Linked DNA regions of Zea mays: region 1 is linked to region 2. A link is a contact called in public Hi-C data. All regions are on one chromosome and are shown on one strand. Each heading gives the region's core, a stretch centred on a gene start, on an enhancer-like site or on the middle of the called end of the contact. The rest is flanking DNA. Distances are from core to core; before and after follow the strand shown. Region 1 holds the start of LOC100273880. Region 2 holds the start of LOC100502226.

The links. A called contact is a pair of places that touch in the nucleus more often than the background predicts.
Region 1: a contact with region 2 is called in a Hi-C map of ear, with 2.2 times the contacts expected there. The contact joins the promoter of LOC100273880 here to the promoter of LOC100502226 in region 2. A contact is called at or near these places in 3 of 25 Hi-C or Micro-C datasets (ear, leaf mesophyll and tassel).

The regions. Positions count from the first base shown.
Region 1 is chr3:148,312,812-148,317,457 of Zm-B73-REFERENCE-NAM-5.0, reverse strand. LOC100273880 reads right to left here and starts at 1,310. Exons shown (of 7, transcript NM_001148274.1): 1 at 1,142-1,310. The coding sequence starts at 1,195. It overlaps LOC100382686 (putative thioredoxin superfamily protein), which reads left to right and starts at 1,566. Exons shown (of 4, transcript NM_001175410.1): 1 at 1,566-1,800; 2 at 2,512-2,600; 3 at 3,726-3,903; 4 at 4,000-4,273. The coding sequence starts at 1,630. The coding sequence ends at 4,065.
Region 2 is chr3:147,720,740-147,725,212 of Zm-B73-REFERENCE-NAM-5.0, reverse strand. It overlaps LOC100502226, which reads left to right and starts at 1,749. Exons shown (of 26, transcript NM_001348470.1): 1 at 1,749-1,967; 2 at 3,012-3,224; 3 at 3,342-3,624; 4 at 4,112-4,336. The coding sequence starts at 3,163.

The DNA of each region.
Region 1 (4,646 bases), core at 61-2,560, 590 kb before region 2:
ACTAGACTGATCAAGAAGGTGGCCCAGTTGTCAAAATGCATTTTTTTAATAAATGAAGATTTTATTCATAGTTCCAAGTACATTACATCGAGGTGATATAAGCCCTTGAAACGTCTTCCAGCCTCTGCTTAAACAGCACACAGGTTAAAACAACAAAAATATGATAACCCACACACTCTAATGGCTGTCAAAATGCATAGACAGAAGATGCCAAACTCTGGGTGGGCTGCATTTGATCGCAAGCAGCAGTGCAGATGACACTGGGTATGAAGGTCATGCTGATTCATTTCCGACGCTCTCAAATTCTGGAGTCCCTAATCTTGCTAGCAGCTCTATTACATAAAAAAGAATGGGCTGAAACCAAAGCCTTTTGCTTTAGTGGTTTGCCCTTCTGTTGATTCTGAAGCTGTTAGTAATGGATGTGGAAATAAGAATTCTACTAATCATGTCGATAATGGGAATCACAGTGCAATCTCTACATCTGTTAATAAAGTTATGCTCTTGAAAAAACGGCTATGTGGTGGGAAAGACAGTGCTGCTTGCCTATTGTCTAGGCACCACCTAGGATCTTTTTTTGAAACAGAGTGCTTATCGCATAGACCTAGATAATATATTAACAGGGTTCTCTTTCCATTTTCATTCGGTCCATTTTCATTAGGACCTTCTAATTTAGAAGCGTATGTCTCTGCACAATTAAATTTGGGTGCGGTATCTTGAGGCAATAGAAGGGCTTAACTGGGGTTAAAGCAGTTGTCAGTACTATTTTTTGATGGCCCAGTTGAATATGGAAAAACTGATTTGGAGACCAAATCCCAACTACACAAGACTTTTGAATGTTTCACTGAACATAACTTTTATTTTAACCTTACAGTTCGGCCTATAGAGTTCTAAGTTTCTTTTGCTTCACAACCAGGCTTATTTCGATAGCTTTTTTATTGCTAAATCTAAATGATTTCTACGCGCAGGACGCGCGCAATTTACTAGTTTGGTACAATTTGCGAACACGGTGAGATTAGACAACAACGCTCGAGTTTCCAATCTCTACCGGTGCAGAACGACGGCTCGATGATGGTAGGAAAGGTTGGCAATCACAACACGAATAAGAGAGTAATAAAGAGAGCGAGAGGGAAGTACGCATTACCGACTCCTGGATCTCCTCCCGGACGATGTAGAACGGATCCTGCGCCGAGCTCATGGCCTCTCCGACGAACGGATTGCCAGGCCTGGGCGCCTGGATTTTCCTCCCCTCGAATCCCTAGCAATATTTTGGGGGCAGGGGATTTGCTTGGTGCGGAGTCGCGGACTCGCGGTGCAGACGAGAGAGGAGAGATCCAGATCCCACTTCCACTGGTTCCTTCCTTGTTTCGTCTCGGTGACACTGCCACCAGGGTCCCACCTGCTTTCCGCGGCCGCGCTCGTGGACTCGGTGCACAGAGCATCCTCGGCCCACGTGGCGCGTCGGGCCCATCACGCAGTGACTTTAAGTCGTCGCTCTCTCCACCCTTCTTTCTCCGCTGCATCGGGAAAAGGGGAGCGAGAGGCGAAGCAGATAAGGAAGCCAGCCGGCAAGGGGAGCCACTCCGGCGTCGAGAAACCTAGGGCGAGCGCCTCGACGACTCCTATCACCCCATGGCGGCCTTCGCTACGGGCAGCACCACAGCGCGCGCGACGCTGGCATCGCCGACTTCGTGCCAGCCGGCCGCGCGCCGGGCGCCGGCCCGATGGATGCCGCTGCGCTGCTCGCCGCCGGCCCTGGGCCTCAGGGGAGGAGCGCGTTCTCGGCGGAGCGCCACGCTACGGGTGAATCCTTGCTGACCTGTACTCTCTGATTCGCGTTGCCTTTCAAGTGGCAGCTAATTGAAATTAGAATGGAGTATGTGAGAATATCGTGGAATTGTTTCTTTATAAACTACAGTAGAATGTGTCATAGGAACTCATCTCCGAATTAATGGCAGATATTGACAATTTAGGTCCACTGGCTGCTGTCCAGATGCTTGAACTATGTCCTGTACTCGTCGTTGCACTTGCCGGAGTTTGCAGCTACTATGAGCCATCCAATTTTAGTTCTGCTGCTGTATCAAAATTTCTGTTCCTAGTCCAGGACATCTGGGCTCAAAGACAATAAACTAGTATGAACTTGGTGTATCTTGGATGCATCCAACTTTTTTGAAAAATGGCCCCTTATCTTTTTAGGTTGTCAACCTTATGTAGGTGAAAAAAATTATGGCATGTAATAGCTTTGAAGATGTTTTCATTTTAATACTTATCATGTTACTTTCCAGTTTTCTGAAAATGTAGTTTTGTTTTTCATCCATTGAGTAGCTCTAGAAGTGAGCAAGTGACAACTGTTACTATACACAGCTTTTTTGTGTGCGCTTATAGTCCTATAACTGTTTTCTTACATGTATCCTTTTCCATTAGGGCTGTATATATCGTCCTTACACTTTAAAAACTTGTGGATTTCTACTATTTTTTCGACATTTTATCTGTATTTAATTTTTGGATGGATAGGTGGAAGCTAAGAAGCAAACTTTTTCTTCATTTGATGAGTTGCTGGAGAAGTCTGAGAAGCCATTGTTAGTTGACTTCTATGCAACTTGGTAAGTTACTTACTGGAAGTAATGAAAGTGGCGATGACAGGTGTCATGCTGAGCTAGTTCAGTACTCTCTACTAGATATAAGTTCTCTCCATTATTGTTGTGTTTTTAGGTCTTTGGTGTGTTTCATGTTCTTTCCATTATGCCAATGTGCTACCAAACATTTGGGAGGTGAAAATTGCACTTTGACTGGCATTATGTTCATCATCTGTGTAAATGCATGCATAATATCCACCACTACGAAAAGGCCTCTAGCGTAATGGTTAAGCCTTCCGAGTAAGACCTCCAGGTCCCGGGTTCGATCCCCTTGTGGGCGAATTTCGGGCTTGGTTAAAAAAATCCCCTCGCTGTGTCCCGCCATCCCGGGTTACGTCCACCCTTCGTCTGGGCCGTTGCAGAGTGGGGGGTGACGGCCCGCTAGTGAAGGGGGGCCAGGGTTTGGGGATTTTTTCGTCTTGGACCATGTTTCAGTCTCTTTTTAATATAATACCGGGAAGACTGTCTTTCCCTTCCCGTCCGAGTTTTTTTTTAATATCCACCACCTCCTACCCTTTTACTTTTTAGAAAAGATACCGAACTTTGGTGAAAGTTGAATAGTTTTTGCACTCTTTTTGCTCGAGTGGGGAAGACCTCTAGAAGTTTGGTCTGTTTTTCCACTTTTGTCTTTAGTGTTCAGTGTTCACCATGTGGACTAACCTGTTCAATTGTATTTCCTTCACAATTGATATTTGCAATACCTCAAATGCACCTTACTGATTTTAAAGCCTCTGCTTTCTACAGTCATTTGTTATGGCACTGTTCATGATGACATACATTACTACTGATATCTAACAGAAAAAACGACACTATATGATTAATTGGGTCATGTTCTGTTCATGATGATGTGCATTGTTTCCATCTGAGTTCTATCATATCCAGAAATGTTGTTTCACATTGTACTCATCAAACGACAAACATTGTCCCAACTCATAGCTGACAGGTGCATCATTGGTTTGTTAGCTCCATTGCACCATTCTTATTAAGAAGACAGTTCATCATTCAAATTAGTTATGAGCAGTCTGTGCATGAGCATTGCCTCTACATACTTCAGTAACATATATTTGCATTTGTTTTTGTTCTTCTTGTTAGGTGTGGTCCATGCCAATACATGGTTCCCATACTTCAAGAAGTGAGTGAGAAGTTAGGCGACAAAATTCAAGTTGTGAAAATTGATACTGAGAAGTACACTAGCATTGCAAGTCGTTACAGAATTGAAGCATTGCCAACTTTTATCATATTCAAGGATGGGAAACCTTGTTATCGCTTTGTAAGTGTTGAAAAAACAATGTTTTCAATTTCCATCAATAATTTAACTTGTGCTAATATCTTATGTTTTTTGTCTCCTTTGCTACCTGGCATTCAGGAGGGAGCATTACCTGTTGACCAGATGATCGAACAGATTGAAAATGCTTTGGCAGTCACAAAGTAGCACATATGGTGATGAGCAGGGCAGAATCCCCCCCCCCCCCCCCCAAAAAAAAAAAAGAAACTTGGTGGTACCTCATAACGTGTGCCTCTACATATTGAAAAATCTTGATTATTGTCTACAAGATCACAACATCAAGGGCCTAACATTTGTAAGGATTTGTTGGATCTTCTAGATTCTTATGGGGAGTTAGATGTTCTCTTCCGATGAGACATGTAGATGTTGGTCTGCCATTGGCGTATTAATGGTTCCTTGTGTCTTTTATCGGGAGCAAGAGCCCTCGCATTGCCTAGTGTTGGTAATAAGGATTATTTTAATCCTCCGATATGCATGAACGTCTATCAGGATGATATTATATACCACCACCGTTCTCTAATATTTTATCGCCCGTTTATTTTTGAATTAAACTACGACAAGTAACAAATAAAAAAGAATGGAGGAAGTAATAAACTAAGTTTGCACAGCTACTTTAGGTACACCTGGCACCTATGCGTGTGTCAGGGTGAAAGTGTGACCATAATAGTTATTCTGAGATCTAGGCTTGTTGTCCTCGGGTCGTTGGTTGTGGTAGTGTTTCTTATAGT
Region 2 (4,473 bases), core at 500-2,999:
TGCCCAACGTGTCAAATTTTGGAGGTAAGCACCTTAACGTAGCCACAATGGTGTAGATAGTATACTCTCTGTATCAACATTCATGTCATATACAAATCATCCTATAGTGAATCTTTACAATGATGTATCTATATAGATATCCATAGCTATTTTTAATAATTACATACACTCTTTGTATCATCTCAGTTTCTGCGTATAGACTCACTACGGGTTCATAGATAGCAGCACTCTATATCTTCATTTAATTCCTTATCACATGTATAATAGATGCTAACATGGACTCCTTTGAGCTAACTTGATACCATTGCGGCTGCCCTTACAAACCAATGAAAAAATCCTCATCGTCCACCTTATGTCCTAAGTTTTTTATCCCAACTATAATGACATTAAGTCTACAAAACATTTCGTGCACACTCTCGTCTTCTTGGATCTTGAACCTTGCATGTTTGTATTTGAAGATGTATAATTTGGCTTTTTTACAGCTGGTGTGTTCTCATAAGAGTTTTCTAGAGTTACATACAAATTCTAAGTATTTGATTGATTCAAAGACTTTGGGATCGAAGGCTTCATATATGACGTTAAGGGCTTGATAATTTAATTGCAATTTCTCCTCTTCACTATGTGTTGGATCTTTTATGACAATCGCTACAAAAATATCCACAACACCATATATCTTTCTGCTCATAACTTTTAAATGTAAGCACATCATTTTTTCAAATAATTAGTACCATCAAAAGGAGGAGTTGTACCAATATGACTAAAAGTAATTTTTTCACCGTAAGATGTTAAGCCTAAAAACAATGGTTTTCTGGATTTGATACTACTTGATATGACTTAGTTGGCCAGAGGTGGTGAATAGCTCATAAACAATTATTTGACAAAACCTACGATTACAACTAGGACCAATATATTTGAATATGTGGACGAAATTACTTGTTCTAGCTTGCTCTAGGTTATCTCTTAATCAAATTAGTAGCTAGTAAAAGATACGTAGAAGAAGACTAGCTAATCACTAAGCAAAATAAACAACTAAAACACTACTTACATAAATAGTAAATGGACTAGTATGAACCAAGTCTTAATCCTAATTTTAAATAGATTGAAATTATTTAATAGACATTGTTAATCCACCATTAGATAATACTAAATGATTGCACCAGCATAAACTGACTCTAGAGAATTTTTGGAAGATAGGTCTAGAGAGAATTTTTGTATTTATAGAGCCAGACTATAGAGAATGACTAGACAACCAAACATGAAGATGGGATCTTGACTAATGGCCCGTTTGGAAGATAAATTTTACCGTGTCACATCAGATGTTTGATGTATTAAAAATAGTTTAATTATAAAACTAATTAGAACTAAAAGGTAAGACGAGTAAATTAATTAGACTTAATAAATTATCTAGTCGTTTAGTCTTTATCTCTATAATTAATTTTATAATTAAATTATATTTGATGGTCGTAATTGATATTTGCATGTCCACAATACTGAGAGTAGACAATCGGACAAACAATCAGACCTAGAGTACAAAAGCGGCGCTTGGTAATTTCACATGGAGTGCTCTTTATGTACACAAGGCTTTCACATGGCGGTGAGAAGCTGGAGAGGGAGACCGACCGTGGGGAGGAGGACCTGAGTACCTGACCAATCCGCGGTTCGTGTCCACACGGCACTTGCAACACACATGTCGTACCAGCGCGGAACAGGGCACGGAATCTGCTGCTCGTTTTCCCCTCTCCGTCCCCGTCTCCGTCTCCTTCTCCTCCTCCCCGTCGCCGTCTCCGAGTCTCCCTCTATTTCTCTCCGCCCTTGTTCTTCTCCTCTCTCCCTCTATCTTATTACCTCAAGTAGAAGTAGTATATATTTTTTGTCCGCCTTTTCAATTTTTCCTTTTATCTCCCTGCGTCTCTTCGTCGTCCTCCTGCTGTGGCGGCCGCCGGCGATCCCCGATCGGCGATACTCAGGTACCCATCGCTCTTCGACTCCCACCGATTTCCGCTGCGTGGACGCATACGCCGCTCGAACTCGATCGTCTCCCGTCCTGCCGGTGCCGCTGGTTCCGATTGAGTCTGTGCACACGCCCGCTTCGCGGGTCGCCCCCTCGCTTTTCGTATCTAGTACTAGTTCCTGCCCGTGCCGGTAGCGAAAAGCGTCTTTGGTTGTTTTTTTTGGGTGGGGGGACGGACAACGGACGGGGATTTTTTTTATCTCAGTCCTGCCTGCATGCTTGGTCTGCTACGGCGCCATTGCTGACGGCTGACCCCAAGTTTTAGCTCGTACTATTTCTGCGTCGCGTCGCCTCAAGTAGAGGGAGGGACACTCTCGTGCCCATCGAATCATTTCTGTTCACCTCCAATTGATTACTACTGGAATAGTGGGGGCTACTTGGAGCAGGGCGCAGCTAATGCTCCCCCCACAAACCCTTTACTTCTGCTTCTGCTGCATACTGGTTGTTGGGTGGGCGCTCCACTGCGAATCTATTTATGCAGTATTGCTTACTGCAGTGGGATCACTTCATTCAATCGAAAAACCGTGGTGCCGCATAGATCCTACCTTACCATGTTTCGTACTACAACTCCGTGCTATTGCTGCAGCTGGATGTTCCGTTGTCAGACTGGCTGTCCATGCAGTTGGTTGGTGGGAGGCAAGGCCAACCTCCTCCTTCTCCTGCGCTGACTGATTTTGCTAATGTTATAAGTGTGACCCGGGTCTATAGTTGGCTAGTCCTTATTACTTGTAGCATAGTACCGTTGATTTATGCGGACCAAGAGCTCTCGGAAGTATCATGACCTCAACTACGGGCCTGATGCTGTTCATGACTTGCTCTTTTGGATCCTCCAGTGTTCTGCTACTCATGTCATATCCTTCGCACTCTTGATGCAGGAACCGATTCATCTCATTGCTACTGTCCCCTTATCTTTGCTACTCTGTTAACTTATTATTACTGCCACTGATTTTATTTCCATACTGAATTGCCATTGTAACAGTGGTCTCTTCCATATTTGCAGATTCTAGTTGTCCATTGTGCTGCACTGCAGCAGTAGACAATCGTGTTTTTCGGTGTTTTGTCTGTCTCTCCTTGATCATTCAGATGCCTGTACAGCTCAACTGCTATAGCTAGCTGTATATATCTGGTTGAAGAGGACTAATCTAGCAACAATGTCATCGCTTCAGTTATTGCAACTAACAGAACGGGGGCGCAACCTTTTGTCTTCAAGAAGGTTTGCTGTTGAGCTGATCCAGCAGTAATTGTTTTTAAAAGATCGATGAGTTGACCCTTATGTAACTGTTAACAGTTAACCTGTCTTTCCTTCCCCCCTCCCTGTTTTTTTTTACAGGAGAACACTTGCAATTGTTTCTGGTGCAGTACTTGCTGGTGGAGCTTTAGCATATGCGCAGTCAGGTCGATGGAAAAAACACCAGGAAGCAAATTCTTGCAGTGATGCAAACTCACATAGCAGTAATAACGGAAGAACTAGTCAGAACGGCATTGATGGTAAATTGGTTAAAACAAGGAAAAAGAAAAGTGGACTGAAGTCCTTGCATTTTTTGGCTGCTATTTTACTTAAGAAGATTGGCCCGAATGGAACGAATTACCTTATTGGCTTGATACTAACAGCAGTAAGTTATACAGCCTCCATCATTGTGCTCGTTAGAGTTAATTTGTCATATTGATATTAATGCTCTGGATATCAAATCATGCATGCATTCTATGTGCTGTTTTGAAAGTTTCCATTGTTTTGTCATGTTTTTTCTGTTACCATTATTTGGCCTGGACCTTGATTTGTGGATTCTGTTGGGTTTCAGCTCTGGCCTACCCCAACTTGTTTTTGGGACAAAAAGACTTTGTTTGTTGCTTGTTGCTTGTTGCTGTACTTAGTGAGTCTTAAACTCTGCATCATTTTTGAGCTTGTCTTTCTGGACATGTATTTTCTGTTTTCTCTGGAACTATGTTGGGCATTTTTTCTTACCATTATGTGTACAATGTGACTTTGTATTTGCTTCTGTAGCAGTCTAGCAACATGTAAAGCCAAGGACTTTGTTATTCATATTTGCCTACCTATCATTCTAAAGCAGTAGGATGATGTGTCCTTCTATCTTTCTGCAGGTCTTGCGTACAGCTGTTGGCCACAGATTGGCAAAAGTACAAGGATATTTATTCAGATCTGCATTCCTTCGGCGTATTCCGACCTTTACACGTCTCATTATTGAAAATCTTCTTCTATGCTTTCTCCAATCCACGTTATATCAGACATCAAAGTACTTAACAGGGTCTTTAGGCCTGCGCTTCAAGAAAATCTTGACAGATCTTGTCCATGCTGATTATTTTGAGGTATGTTGGGTTATAAAGTTGGACCTCCCAATCCCATGCATTCTTTGTTCCTTGCTATTTCAAATTTTATTATTCTGTCTTCCCAAATGAAATAACTCACTTCTTATCTGGAGTTTAGTTACCCTGTAAAAATCATG